Linked DNA regions of Zea mays: regions 1 and 2 are each linked to region 3. Evidence: chromatin contacts called from public Hi-C data. All regions are on one chromosome and are shown on one strand. The core of a region is the stretch at or near the end of the contact, and the rest is flanking DNA. Distances in the headings are between cores, read along the strand shown. Region 1 has its middle 70 kb from the start of LOC109944021. Region 2 holds the start of LOC109944547 (copper-transporting ATPase PAA2, chloroplastic). Region 3 has its middle 31 kb from the start of LOC103646919.

What was found. Hi-C and Micro-C count contacts between places; a contact is called where the count stands out from the background.
Region 1: a Hi-C map of leaf shows a contact between it and region 3, with 3 times the contacts expected there. The contact joins two enhancer-like sites. A contact is called at or near these places in 3 of 25 Hi-C or Micro-C datasets (endosperm, leaf and leaf mesophyll).
Region 2: a contact with region 3 is called in a Hi-C map of leaf, with 4 times the contacts expected there. The contact joins the promoter of LOC109944547 here to the enhancer-like site in region 3. A contact is called at or near these places in 7 of 25 Hi-C or Micro-C datasets (bundle sheath, ear, endosperm and 2 more).

Annotation. Positions count from the first base shown.
Region 1 is chr2:123,169,719-123,173,979 of Zm-B73-REFERENCE-NAM-5.0, forward strand. No RefSeq gene overlaps it. Among protein-coding and RNA genes, the nearest start is that of LOC109944021, 70 kb to the left of the region's middle. Within about 2 kb of position 1,358, at least 10 of the 20 cell types and tissues checked have an H3K27ac peak or open chromatin away from gene starts, as enhancers often do. A contact at or near this core is called in leaf, where this site is marked.
Region 2 is chr2:123,091,662-123,096,558 of Zm-B73-REFERENCE-NAM-5.0, forward strand. It overlaps LOC109944547 (copper-transporting ATPase PAA2, chloroplastic), which reads left to right and starts at 2,229. Exons shown (of 3, transcript XM_020549319.1): 1 at 2,229-2,649; 2 at 2,756-2,834; 3 at 3,588-3,919. The coding sequence starts at 2,349. The coding sequence ends at 2,781. It overlaps LOC100278259 (a long non-coding RNA gene), which reads right to left and starts at 750. Exons shown (of 3, transcript NR_159984.1): 1 at 508-750.
Region 3 is chr2:122,543,477-122,547,841 of Zm-B73-REFERENCE-NAM-5.0, forward strand. No RefSeq gene overlaps it. Among protein-coding and RNA genes, the nearest start is that of LOC103646919, 31 kb to the right of the region's middle. Within about 2 kb of position 2,570, at least 17 of the 20 cell types and tissues checked have an H3K27ac peak or open chromatin away from gene starts, as enhancers often do. A contact at or near this core is called in bundle sheath, ear, endosperm and 2 more, where this site is marked.

The DNA.
Region 1 (4,261 bases), core at 108-2,607, 630 kb after region 3:
GTTTCTTAATGTTATGACCTCCGAACGAAGGTTTCCATGTGCTATTCGGCAGCTCATCCTCTGCATCTTTTTAGGCCTTCAGTGCCTTGCTTAGAATCAAGCCCTGGCAAACGAAGAGTGGACACATAACGATGATAAGAAATACCACAAAAATAGTTCATCGTAACACAAATTACAAAATGACAAGCCAAAGTATACAAACCTTCAAGCTGTTGTAGGAAGGCTATCTGCAAGCTAATCCTTAGTCATCGCAGACAAACCGAGTTCGAGCTTCGGATACCAAATGTTATCTATCATTTTACGACAAACAGTAATCTGGGTAAATGAACCTAATAACATGGAACACTCTATTCAGCCTCTTTTTCCCGCGAGCGCCGAAGGCAACTGTCATAGCTTATTCTTCTGCCCTCGAATACGCTCTAAGCAGTTCATCACTTGTAGCCTCTATAGCGTCCAACCAATCATGATCTAGACAGATCTCAATCTACCTCTTACGTGGCTAGACATAGAACATTCTCATGCATTCCCAATCACATGCTAATCAATGAAAACCCCCCCTTTTTGATTTTAGAGCCAATTAAGAACTAGGCACTAACCTACAAAACAAAACCGTCTACATCCTTTTCTTACTAATCTCGAGGACGAGATTATTTTTAAGAGGGTAAAATTTGTAACACCCCAAATCCCATTTTGAGATTTATAAAAGTTTCTCCAAAAGGTTAAGAGTTTAGAATATCCCTTAATATGGGTTTCTCACTTTTGAAGTTATTTCCCTTCAAGATAAAAGTATTTTCTAATAAAAGGTTGGGATTCTTATATGAACTAATTTATTCCTTTAAACAATGTATATAATTGGTTACTTAATGGTTATCACTTGAATTGATTTTCGGTTGAACTATACATACGCATGTCCTCCAGAGAATTAAAGTTATGATCAGACCTCGCATTTGAAATTATTTAATTGCCCTAAAACAAATTCATTTTTGAATTAAATTTTAATTATATCAAACATTCAAAAGTGTTATTTCCCTAAAATGAATAATATGTGGATTATTTTTTATTATAAGTTTTGAAGCATGGATAAGAGAACTAATATAAACATAAATATATAAAGTATATTCTTTGCATTTCATGTTGGATACTTTTTGGTTGTAGCATCCAAACCAAATATGAATTTTGAAAAACAAACTTGATTTGAAAATATGAAATTAGAAGCTGGAAATAGAAAAAAGAATAAGAAAAGGAAAAGAAAATAGAAAAGGGAAAGTCAAGGACTCGGCCTAGGAAGACATCCCGCGGGCCACCCCCAGCTTATCACCCGTGCAGGCCCAATTCCTATCCCCGCCCCTTTTCATATTAATGGGGCTTCGCCGTCAGCCAACACCACAGGCACGCATGATCGGACCTGCTCACCCTCATGAGAAGCTCGTACAACGGCGGCATGGACCCGTACGGTCATCGTCCGCCCAGTCACGCGCGCCACGAACCCCTACGCCACCTCCATGTGGGACCCCATTTGCAAGACCGTTCGTCCCCAACGAATGTGCGAATCAGAGATCATAACCGCCAGTGGTTGTTGAAATCCGGATACTTAGGTTGTCGTGATTTGGCCTATGACCTCAGGATCAGACTCCGCCACCAAGCTATAAGACTCGAGTTGCGTGCACCCTCCTGTTCATCCATCTCCATCCATGGCTTCCTCCGCCTCGCTACAGTGCCACCTTGGTGTGATCGTGGGAGCGTGCCGAAGATGTTCGTGCATTAATCATGCGTGGAATTGCTTGCCGGAGAGCTCCATTGGCCGTGCTAACGCCATGCAACGTGGGTAGCGAACTCTACTCAGCGACTCTCACTAAGCTCTACCATGATCATCTCGAGCTACTCCGTACTACGCGTAGAACCCATCCATTTGCGGGTTGGTGCACTAGAGAGTGCCGGGCGGGGTAACTCCGGTGGGTCGACCACCGCGGGAGCTCTGCTCCGCCGCACCGTGGTGAGTTGAAAGGACAGAAGGATGCAGGGGCGTGCTCAGCCGTTTATCACGGCTGAGATTGGAAGAACCATACCACTTCGCGTGTTTGATCTGGTCGACCGGATCTGGATAAGATAAAGAAAACCACATCATTGGCGTGGTGGATTCTTGGCCGCGGATCCTGGATTGAACGGCCGAAATCACATACTGGTTTGATTTACAATAAATCTTATCTAGACCGTTTTATTTTAGATCTGCCGCCCAGATGAGCTAGGACCCCTTCGGCCAGGGATTTTTTCGTATGAGTCCACAGGTTTCTAGATAATCAACCCGTAGCCTGGATCAACCAGTACATAACACAAGCAAACAAGAAGAAACATACACCAATCACCATGAACAAGCAAAAAAGAAAGTATAATTAAAGATCGTTCATTTTCCAAAAAACCCACAAACAAAGGTAAAAGACACTCTTTTTGAAAAGGGATTTAGTTTTGTTTTATAAAACAAGACATGATATACACTTGAAAATATTTTAATCCTAAATAAATAAACATTCGGTTCACCATTTTAATATTTTATAAAAGCCATATATCGAATGACTAAGACTATGGATTAAAAGATTATAAAACACATTATAAAACATTTGTTAAACCTTTCTTGATGAGAAGCTAATATATAAGCCTAAACAGGTTTTATGTGTAAAGAAAAAAACCATTAATCATTTTATTTTTATTAGGAAAACACATGATCTATATTTTTATTAAATGAGCTATGCTTAAAATAATATAATCTATTCACTTTAATCATGAAAGCTATATTCAAAAAAATACAGATGCTACTATTTTAATTATAAAGAGCATGAACACTAACTATGACATTTTAACATTTATTTTAGAAGAAGCTCTATGGTACATTTTTATATTGATAAGCCTACAATATATAATTATGAAAAACTTTAATATAAGACAAAATGAAGTGAAGGATATTTATATTTATTTCGATCAAGAAACATATGGTCTACATTTTCTTTTAAATTTCTATTTAAGAAAAATATAGTTAAACAACTATAATAAATATTATTAAATTATGAGAACATGATAAATATTGAAAAGTTATTTTAATATTTGTTATTAGAAAACTACTCATAGATCAATTATAACAACCATAATTCATATTAATTTGTGGAAATATGCAAATTGTTGCAAATATTAATGCGGAATATTTTGCATCGAATCATGAAGATAACAATACAAAAATCAACCTATACTCTGAATAACCATTTTATAAATCAAAATATGTCATGAGGGCTAGAGTGGAATTAACTATAGACGAGAGGGGTTAGCGGACAAAAGGACGTTCTTCTACCTTTGGCGAGAAAGCAACAGGGAGGAAATCAGCCACAGAGAGGGAGCTTTGGTGCAGGGGACTCGGCATGGCGTGAGGCTTCGGGGGTGGAGCTCCGGCGTCAGGCGCGACAAGGGAGTCGACGGCGCCGGCGATGGATGACATGGCGACGGGGAACAGTGGTGTAACAATACAAAACCATCAACTAAAAATAATGCATTTAGATTATTAGCGGTAAATATGGTAATGAATTTTTGTTTCAAGTGGTTGATTTTATTTTATTTTATTTGCATTTAGAATAATTTTTGTTTGCTCATATTTGATTTATGGTTGTTACGTAGAATTTCTTTTATATTGAAAATCTAATTAATTAATATAGAAATATTGGTTCAACAATAAATATTTTAGTTATAAATAATTTTGGTATAATTATCATAATTTTTAGAATTATTTAAAAATATATTTATTTATATTTTTTATTAGAAAAGAAAAGAAAAAAAGGAAAGAATTCGAAAACCCTAACCGGCCGACCGGCCCACCAGAGCCCAACAGCTGCGCGCTCGAGCCAAGGACTGGAGCCAGATGCAAGATGCTTCTGTAATATTCATGAGCTGTCTTATCAGACAAAGGCAATCGGAAAGGAACAATATCATAATAATTTTGGTTGTTACAGCTTCGTGCCTCGCTATGAGGCGAATTACCATGTGCCCACGTTTCGGAAGAAGTGGCTAGGTTCTTGGATGAAAGAATGGTTTTACGTGAATAATGACCTGAATTAGAGGGAAGATGTGAAAGGCATTATCCAACGTCCTATATGGTCACACTTCGGCATTAGAAGGCCATCCATCACACATGGAAACGAAGTGCAAGTGTGCCAAGCTGCTTTCAACACCGTATGCACCTATATTGGCACAAGAGACTTAGTTCAAGAGCATATTTCTTACA
Region 2 (4,897 bases), core at 979-3,478, 550 kb after region 3:
TTTGAAAGGAGTCCAAGGGCTCTTCTGCAAAAGACCCAGGACGAAGGGGTATTCCTAACCCTCGCCCGCTCGATGCAAACCGAGGGCCTAGATTAGATCCTATCATTAGCGAAGAGGTACGATACTATAGCCGTTTGATCAGCGATCAGCGGCGCGGATTTAAAACTCTCCCGATCCATCCTGACCCGCACGATTCTTGATCAACGGCCCGATCGCTTTCATAAATCGAAGGGGTACGCGATTCTAATCTTGACCGCCTACACAGGGATCGACGGCGGGTATCGGATCTAGTCAAACCATTACCCCGACCTAATCTGAGCCATATGCTCAGCATCTAACGACTGGCAACTTCTTCCTCGTTTCGGTCGCGCACAGCGGCGCCGCCCTGCTCCCCATGGTGGCGGTTCGCTGGAGCGCAGAGACCCAGGGTTCTAGTACTTCATTCTTAATCCCCGCTAGTGCTACGCAAGGCTGAGTGAATTCCAAGGATAGGGATGGGTACCATACCGGTGATTAGATCCCGAGGAGGCTTGTTCTCGTCGCGCGGCGATTTGGCCGCAAGAGTCGGAATCCGGCAATGAATTACCAGTCGCCCACATGATTTCTCACATGGCTGAGCCCCCGAAGACGTCCTACATTCGATGCTGATCTTCCTAGACCAATTTTCTCGGGCCAATGGCGAAGAGGACCAACCCTCAACAATGGCTGTTCTCCCACTCTCAAAGTAAATGGCGGACCATGGCATGGCATGGAGAAGCTGGGAGCTGTGTCGAGGTTTTATACCCGAGCAAGGCCGGAGACCGATTCGCAATAATTCCCGCAGACCCGGTAGCCTGCGCCAAATCCGGCCGATTTGTTACGGCGCTGTTGAGAGTTCTTCCGGGAGATGGGGATGCGGATAGATCTAACGAGCCGACCCCACCAGACGACGCCCGTAGAACCCCGAGCACCCAGGTAGAGAGTATGCCACGCGGGCCCGATCTGCCAGTGCCGCAGAGCGACGCGAGCGACTAGGCCGCCCGGTGGAAACTAAATTGGGTGGTTAGGTGCAGAGGTTGGGCTGGCGCGGTATAATGTCTGGCGGTGTGGGCTGAGTGCCACGAGCAAAGTGGGCCAAGGTGGAGAATTGTCCGAAAGTGAGGTAGCCGGCCCAGAGGGTTCTAGTTCTTCTTTTTTCTTTTGTTATTTTCCTGTTTTCTTTCTATTTGCTTTGTTTTCAGTTTTCTAATTCACAGAAAAAATACAACTTTGAATTTTTATGGTCAAATGCTATAATTCAAAATATTGGCATGAATGCAGAGTACACTTTTCTATATATTAATTATTTTATTATTTGTTTAGTTAAAGATTCAAAATGTGCCATGCACACACTCATTTTGTTTTCTTTCTTCTTAGGAAAATAATATTTTGAAAGTGGGATAAGAAGTAAAAGTTACTTTAGAATTAAGTATTCATGTAAATAAATGCTTATGGTACATCATTTACTGATATGCATAATCATCTAGTTGAATAGAAATCTTTTCTATTACTTCTCTTCTGAAATAATTCTTGGATTTCAAAATTCAGTCCTCAAAGTGTATACTTTGAGATATCTGAATTTACTATTTTCTTTCTTCATATATTTATTTTATTATTATTATTATTATTATTTTATACAGATTTTTGGGCATTACAAATCCTACCCCCTTAACAGAAATCTAATCGTCGAGATTTGTAAGGAAAGGGTGTATACTCATATTATCTCAACACGTATGCACAAACAAAAATCTCAGCATGATGCACAATTTATTAGCAGCACATGGGGTCAATTAGACCTTATTATTCCTCCAACATAGTATCATACCAACTACTAACTAAAGTAACACTTAGATCTTACAAATAGTAGTAATATATATATATATATATATATATATATATATATATATATATAGTATTAGGAGCCCTGGGCTTCCATTACTGCAGGGAGCCCCGGCCACCTACCGACCGGGCCGACCAACCAGGTGTGCAGACCGCACCAGACCATTTTTGGTTTACTGTCCACGACTACTTACGCCAAATTAACATATGAGTTACGATGATGTGTGTTGCCATTTATGCAAATATAGTTTGTGCATGATTTAGCTTTCTGGGCCCACGAGAACTTTTATTTGATGGCCCATTTTACCCACGCATTTCTTTACCCTAACTGCTCCCATCTTTATCTCCGGAAGGCACGTAGCCGCCGCCAGTTTCTTCTTCCCCCATCTTCATCTTCCTCGTAGCGCCGGTGCTACATCTCCAGACTGCCCCTGCTCCGTGCGGACCCACTCTCCAGCGCGACTGCACGGCTGTTGTTCCCGCGGGTGGAGATGGCGGCGGTCAACCTCCTCGCTGAGTCTGCCGCGGTGCGCTTGAGGGCGTCGGCGCCGCCGGGCGCGGGGGAGGAGCTCGCGGCCAGGCTCACGGAGTGCAGGTTCCCCGCCACGGCGCGTCGAGGGGGAGCGGTCGCGGGGGCTGGGGAGAGCGCGCGCAAGTGGAGGGAGATGGCGGCCAGGAAGGAGGAATTCCTGCTGCGGAGCCGGGGCCGAGTCGCATGGACGATCGTCGCGCTTTGCTGTGGCTCGCATGCGTCCCACATCCTGCACTCGCTCGGTATCCATGTCGACCACGGTGAGTTACCACGAGACATTCATAGCGTGATCTGATTTTCTGGAATAACAGAGTGATGTTTAATATTGGCGTGAAGGGCCCTCTGATCAGTCTACCTATGGTTCAGGAACGTTTTTTGGATCTGTTGCATAATCCTTATGTGAAATGTGGCATTGCTACAACTGCTTTGTTTGGGTTTGGAAGAGGTATAATCGGCTCTCAATGTTTCCTTATATTGTGCATTAGTGTACCGTTTGCAGTTTACATGTTGTTTTGTTCAGTGGTGTGCCGATGGATAGCCACTGCTGTATATGTTTTTAATGTTCAATCAATTTCTAAGAATTAGAGTTGGCGACTTTGAGCAGTGACATCTATTGGGAAAACGTTAGATTTTATTTTAAAGAATGGGATAAAGATAAATATGTGAAACATACTAACTCTAATGCCAACTTCTTTACTTTTGATCCATGGATAAACGATGTTTGGAACCAAATCAGGATTTTGTGCAGGTATCATCAGCTCAATACCATCATCATTCTTGATTTTTTTGTCCAGGGATTAACAGACTTGTCCTGAAGGGCATCGAGCAAACTGGCTCATCAGTTATGTAATGAAGTGATGCAAGTAAGGGTGTGCAAGTGTGCCTTCAACTAATAACAGAAAAGAAGAAAAGAAAATAGAAAATTGAACAACTTCAGGAGTACTTCAGAACAATGTACAATAAAGTATGGTTGCTTCTATATTAATTGTAGGCTAATGTTGTCTATTAATTTACAATGATATTTTTTAGGGAAATACAGTAGCGAGAACTCTGTTGTGGCATAAAACTACCTCTGTTGCTCTGTCTCTAAAAGAATACCCTTTTGGCTTGTTCAGATGTATAGCCAGAGTGACATTATTTTGGGGACAGGTTGTATATTTTTATATATAATGGTACTTAATTTAATCTTTATTCCCAGGTCACGGAGGCTGACATTGAAGAATTTGAAGCTAAATATAGAGGGTCAGATTCTGAGAAAACGGACTTGAAGGAACTCTACACAAAATATAAGGGCAACATGAACAGGAATAATTATCTCTTATATCATATTGTAAAATCTGAAACAGTTCTCATGTAGATGGTTAGCTTGCATTTTACGCTACAATTACCTCAGATCACTTCTTGTTGTATCTTACACCAATTTACGAAATTTCTTGATGTGTTTTATGACAACCTCATGCGCTGAGAGATACATTCGGTCTACATTCGTTATTATGAAACAGATGGACGATTTACGCTACAATTCATACTCATTTACGTTGTTTTGGTTCACGATTTACGTTTAAATCCGTCCGAGCCAGAACCCGCGCACGACCGATGGCGCGTGATTTTCGCGCCGTAAATTTGGTATACGAAACAGGCATACGATTTACGCTAAATTGTGTACTCATTTACGCTGTTTTAGCTCACGTTTTACGCTAAAATCTATTTGAGCCAAAACCCGCGTACGATCGGACGCACGCGATTATTATGCCGTAATTTCGGGACCCATTTACGGTTACGAAACAGATATACGATTTACGCTAAATTTCGTACTCATTTACGCTGTTTTGGTTCATGTTTTACGCTATCATGTTACACAGCATTATGCAGTCGTAAACGGTGTGCACATGGTAATATTCGTTCCCGTGATTCGTGGCAAAAAAGATTCCTTCTATGCATGATTTACGCACATTACTACATATATTTATGCGTGCGTATATCGCATGTCGCGTCTCATCCGAGATTCGTGGCTATCATATGCATGGCTGACGCAAGCTAGCGGCCAGTGGGCCGACCACGACCTGGCTGGGGCTTCCCCCACTAACGGAAGCCCAGGGCTTCCATTACCTCTTCCCTATATATATATATATATATATATATGTGTGTGTGTGTGTGTGTGTGTTTATGTATCTTGGTGGAGCTCGTGGTGGTGGTGGAGGTTGTTGTTGTTGTTGTCGTTGTCTTTCCAACCGTGCTTGCCTTATTTCTTGATGTATCTCCAGCCGGTCCTGACGTATTTCCTCGCGTTCTTGTCTTATCTAATTTTGCAATTCGGTAATCATGTTGGCCATTTGTTGTATTACCATCATTTGGGTTGCAATCACTTGATCAATTCCAACCGGTGGAGGATTTGGAGGATTCATTTATGTTTGTTCTTGCTTGATAACCTTACCTTCCTAGTATTGACCATGAAAGTTAGAAGCATATGCAACTATAGTTTTGCAAGGAAATGTATTTGGTAAGCAG
Region 3 (4,365 bases), core at 1,320-3,819:
CCTTGGGTTTCATTTTATATTGTTTTATGATTGTTGTCAAGGTGTATTGTTTTCTTTGATAAATTAGTCTGAGTTAGAGGTTGTTTCGGAAAAAACTTTTTTTCAAGATGGCATCAATGCTACTAGTATATTATATGAGTCTATTTAGGGAGTTTGACTGAGTTTTATCGTTGGTGAATGTCTTGAATTGTAGAAATGGCTGAATTCAAGGACGAATTCTTTTAAGGGGGGTAGAATGTAACGCCCTAAAAAATAAACCATATTTATAATCCAAATATGGTGTGTTCTATGGATGATCGGAGGCCGTAGATTTATAGATCTCATCAAGATGATTCCGATCAATCACTAGTTTGCCTTGTTTGGAGTCCGGATGAGTCTTTTCGAGTGCCAGTTGATCTGAGCCATTGGATATTACGATTGTGGAAGTTTTCTTCTATTTATACCTCCCTAACCCTAGAAGCCACATCCTCCCACCCCTAGCAGCCATCACCCTTTTGTGCCTTGCCCCAAGAGAAGAGAGGGAGAAAAAGGGAGAGAAGAGAGGGGAGATGAGGGCATACCATCGCCCATCGTCGTCGTTCCTCTCCAAGAATTGGTGGCTACACTCCGGATCATGCCTAGTACATTCTTCTTCTTGGATGAAGGCAAGTGAATGTCGCGGTGGTTGCTACCGTTTTGACTTGTTATTTTTATCGCCTACACTCTAATATTCAAAATTATTGAATTCTTTCATAATTGAACTCTATGATGATGCTGTACTTGATTGTATTATATTGATGCTCAATCATATATTGATGATGATTATGGTTCGAGTATGACCCATGAGATCAATTCACGTATCTAAAGGAAGATGAAGTATTATTTAAGGTTTGTATTGTATCTGAAGGAAGGTAAAGTATTATATTTGAGGTTTGTATTGTATCTGAAGGAAGATGAAGTATTGTTTGAGGTTTGTATTGTATGTGAAGGAAGTGAAGTATATTGATAAATGCAGCATGCCATATGCATTGCATGATTTATTTGCATCTGAAGTTTTGTCGTGACCTATGGTCCGACCGTACCGGTACAACTTAGCATCGTATGTTGCCCGAGGAGGGGTACGATGCGGCTTCATACCCTCAGAGCTATGAAGGCAGAAGACATATGCATTGCATTCACATGCATTCATTGAAGTGATATTTGCAGATATTGTTGACGCAGTGAAGTATTATACAAACTATTGTGGTTGCTCGAGGATATGAGATGGTATTGGTTATATTGGGACTATTGAGTTCTATATCTACAAGTATTTTTGTTCTTAATTGAGATTCCTGTAAAATGTTGATTAATTCATATTGTGGTTTAAATATCTCATCAAAACAATTTGCTTAATGCTTATCAAGGGGAGTGGGAAGTAGCGGCACGTTGCACACATTGCTTAAAGAACCAAATAATTAGCTTGAGTTATTGACTTTTAAGGTTCATACTAGAGTATGATGTAGGCATAAACTGGTTCATTCGTGGTTAATTGTCCTTGATGAGAATTATATCATACTATTATGATTCATTTTGTATTGATATATCTCTTTTGCTTCTGCGATGCTTATAATTACAAAGGAGGCACTACCAAATTTTATTTTGCTTAGTGTTCGGCTGTTGGTAGTGAAGTCCAGTAGCATCTCGGGGTGTTTGTGGATCCCGGAGTGTTATAGGGTCCCATCAAAATTAATCCTATGCATGAATAAGTGATAATAAAGAACATTGTTGGGTAATAAAAGTGGTCAAGGGCACAACTTGCCTTCAATGAGCTCCTGCTCAGCAACTTCTATCGGCTGGGCACCAGGATCCTCAGTCACCGGCTCTTCTACTCGCCACAATACAAACAAGCACAATATAAAGGAGAATTAACATCACACCAAACATGTAAACAAAATACACAATAATAATCTACACATTAAAATAAGATCCTAGGAACATGAATCATTAATTTTGGAGTTATGGATTTTAAGTTATGAATTTCCAAATGTTTTATGTGCTTGAAATAGGATTAAGTGGGAAATTAATTTTCTTACAGTTTTCATATCAAAACAGAGACTCTAAGTGATAGACAATAATATTACAAAATTTTAGAAACTGGAATGGATTAATTTGGACTAAAAATGAATTTTCTATGAATTTTACAAGTTCTAGCACTTATTTATATATTACAAATCTATTTTCTATTTAATTTCCTGGATTTCTTACTCCCATGGATCAGGCGCACAAAACCAGAGAAACCCAGGGGCTCGGGATAATTTTTCCTAAGACACAGAGCCCCACTGCGCAGGACGATGGGTTGGTTTTGATAAAACCGAGGGGCTGTTTTGCATTTTGTCTAGACCGAACGGGTATGGGCAGATCTGAGCCATCCTTTCTCAGATACACGGCCCGGATTAGATCTCTATTAACTTTGAACCGGTACACGAATCTAACCGTCGGATCCGACTTCAACGGTGAGGGTTTTATTACTCTAGATCGATTTCTATCCGTCCGATCTAGATCGACGGACCAGATCGAACCTGGAGAAAGGGTACGCAGTATATAATCTCAACCCTTAATCCACGCATCAACGATCGGGATGCGTTCTCCTACCTCACTGCCAACATCGGCGACCGCGCCTAACACCACGTCGGCTCGCCATGGTTGAGACACCTGACGCACTAATCGGTACACGATTCCCATGTATCTCGGGTGCAAAATGAAATTTAGGGGATGGCGATCTCGAGAAGAGAATTCTTACCCAGTTTCCGACAGTGCGCAGCTCTGGTCACGACACACAACGGACACACGGAGGAGTTAGTACCACGACGACCAATTTCGAGGGCTCCGGCCGCCAACCCACAGCAGGGAGGTCATCAGATCAATCCCCGACGACTCGACGGAGGGAGAGCACAGGTCGGAGTACGGAGCGGCACCGATCCGGGGCACACGCTGACGGAGCGCCAATGGCGGCGAGTCGCGCTTGAATGGGTAGGCATCCTATCGGCTATGAGCAGAGGGTTACAGTTGAGGAGAAGGTGGCGGGGGGGGGGGGGGGGGGGGGGGGGGGGGGGTCAACCCGCTACTTATCTCCCGGTGAAGTGGGCAAAGTGGTTGGGGCTAGCTGGAGCTGCGACGGAATTCGTGGTGATGACCTCGGTTTGTTGCGCGGTGAAGGGAGAAGATCTACAGGGCGATGTCTTACGTGTGGGTCCCGCATCACAGTGGCTAGCGACGCGCGTGGACCACTGGCCAGAGGGCCCGCCTTGTCAGCCACAGAGCCCACGGCGTGGTGCGCGATCTCTTCTCAGCTGGGCCATGCAATGGCATGGAGATGGGCTGGCTGGTGTTTTGACCCAACACGGCTGAATTGATTTTCTTTTTTTTCTTTTCATATTTTCCTTTTCTTTTTTGATTCATTTTATTTTCATTTGAATCTCTAATTTGAATTTAAGTCTTGTTATGAAATTCAACTTTGAGTCAAATGTATAAACTCAAATCTGTGTAAGAATCATAATATATACTTTTTTATATTTATTTTTATTCACATAGTAATTTCCCTTCTTCTCTTTTTCTAGATTCTTGAATTTTCCTTTAGGATTTAAATTCCACTTTGGACATTAACATATTTTTTATGTTATTTTTATATTGTCACAAATAATGCACTCACAATAGAAATCCAGCATGATGCATAATTTATCAGCATATATTTTTATTAGTTATTTTTTTTAAAGATGGTGTTCACATGTGATGACAAATAGGTTCAACCCACACATATAAAGTGAAATTGTTTCTCCTTTTATATTATCTCTTACAAATCACAAATTGGGTATTACAGATAATAACTAACGACGATAAATGGGGAGTAGGGTGAAGCCTGGCTCACTACTCCACCTAGTCCTCTCCTGCCGAGGTGGCATCCCACTCGACCGTCCAACCCGATGGCAGGGTGGCTGGGCAAGTCACACCATCAACCATGTCTTGCAACAAACCTGTAAAATTATGCACCAAACAAGGCTAAGTATATTAATACTCAAATAGACTTACACGGGTGAGGAATCTACTCCTCGACCTCTAGACCATGAAGTTTTTTGGATGAGTGGTTTGATTTGCCAAAAGCACTACTGAGTTCTAAGTCTACTTTTAACTTTTCAGGTTCTATAATATTCTTAAAACTATGTTTGCTTCCTTCTAAGCATTAATGATAGCAAGCAATTAATGCAATCAACACTTTATCTCAATAAGCCCAATTTCACTTCTCACTCGATGTAGCAGCATGGATCAATCAATCTCATTAGCTGGGAGAAGCAGACAATTCGAATCGAGTTTTAACATTGCAAGGTTAACCTAAACACATGATATGTCAGG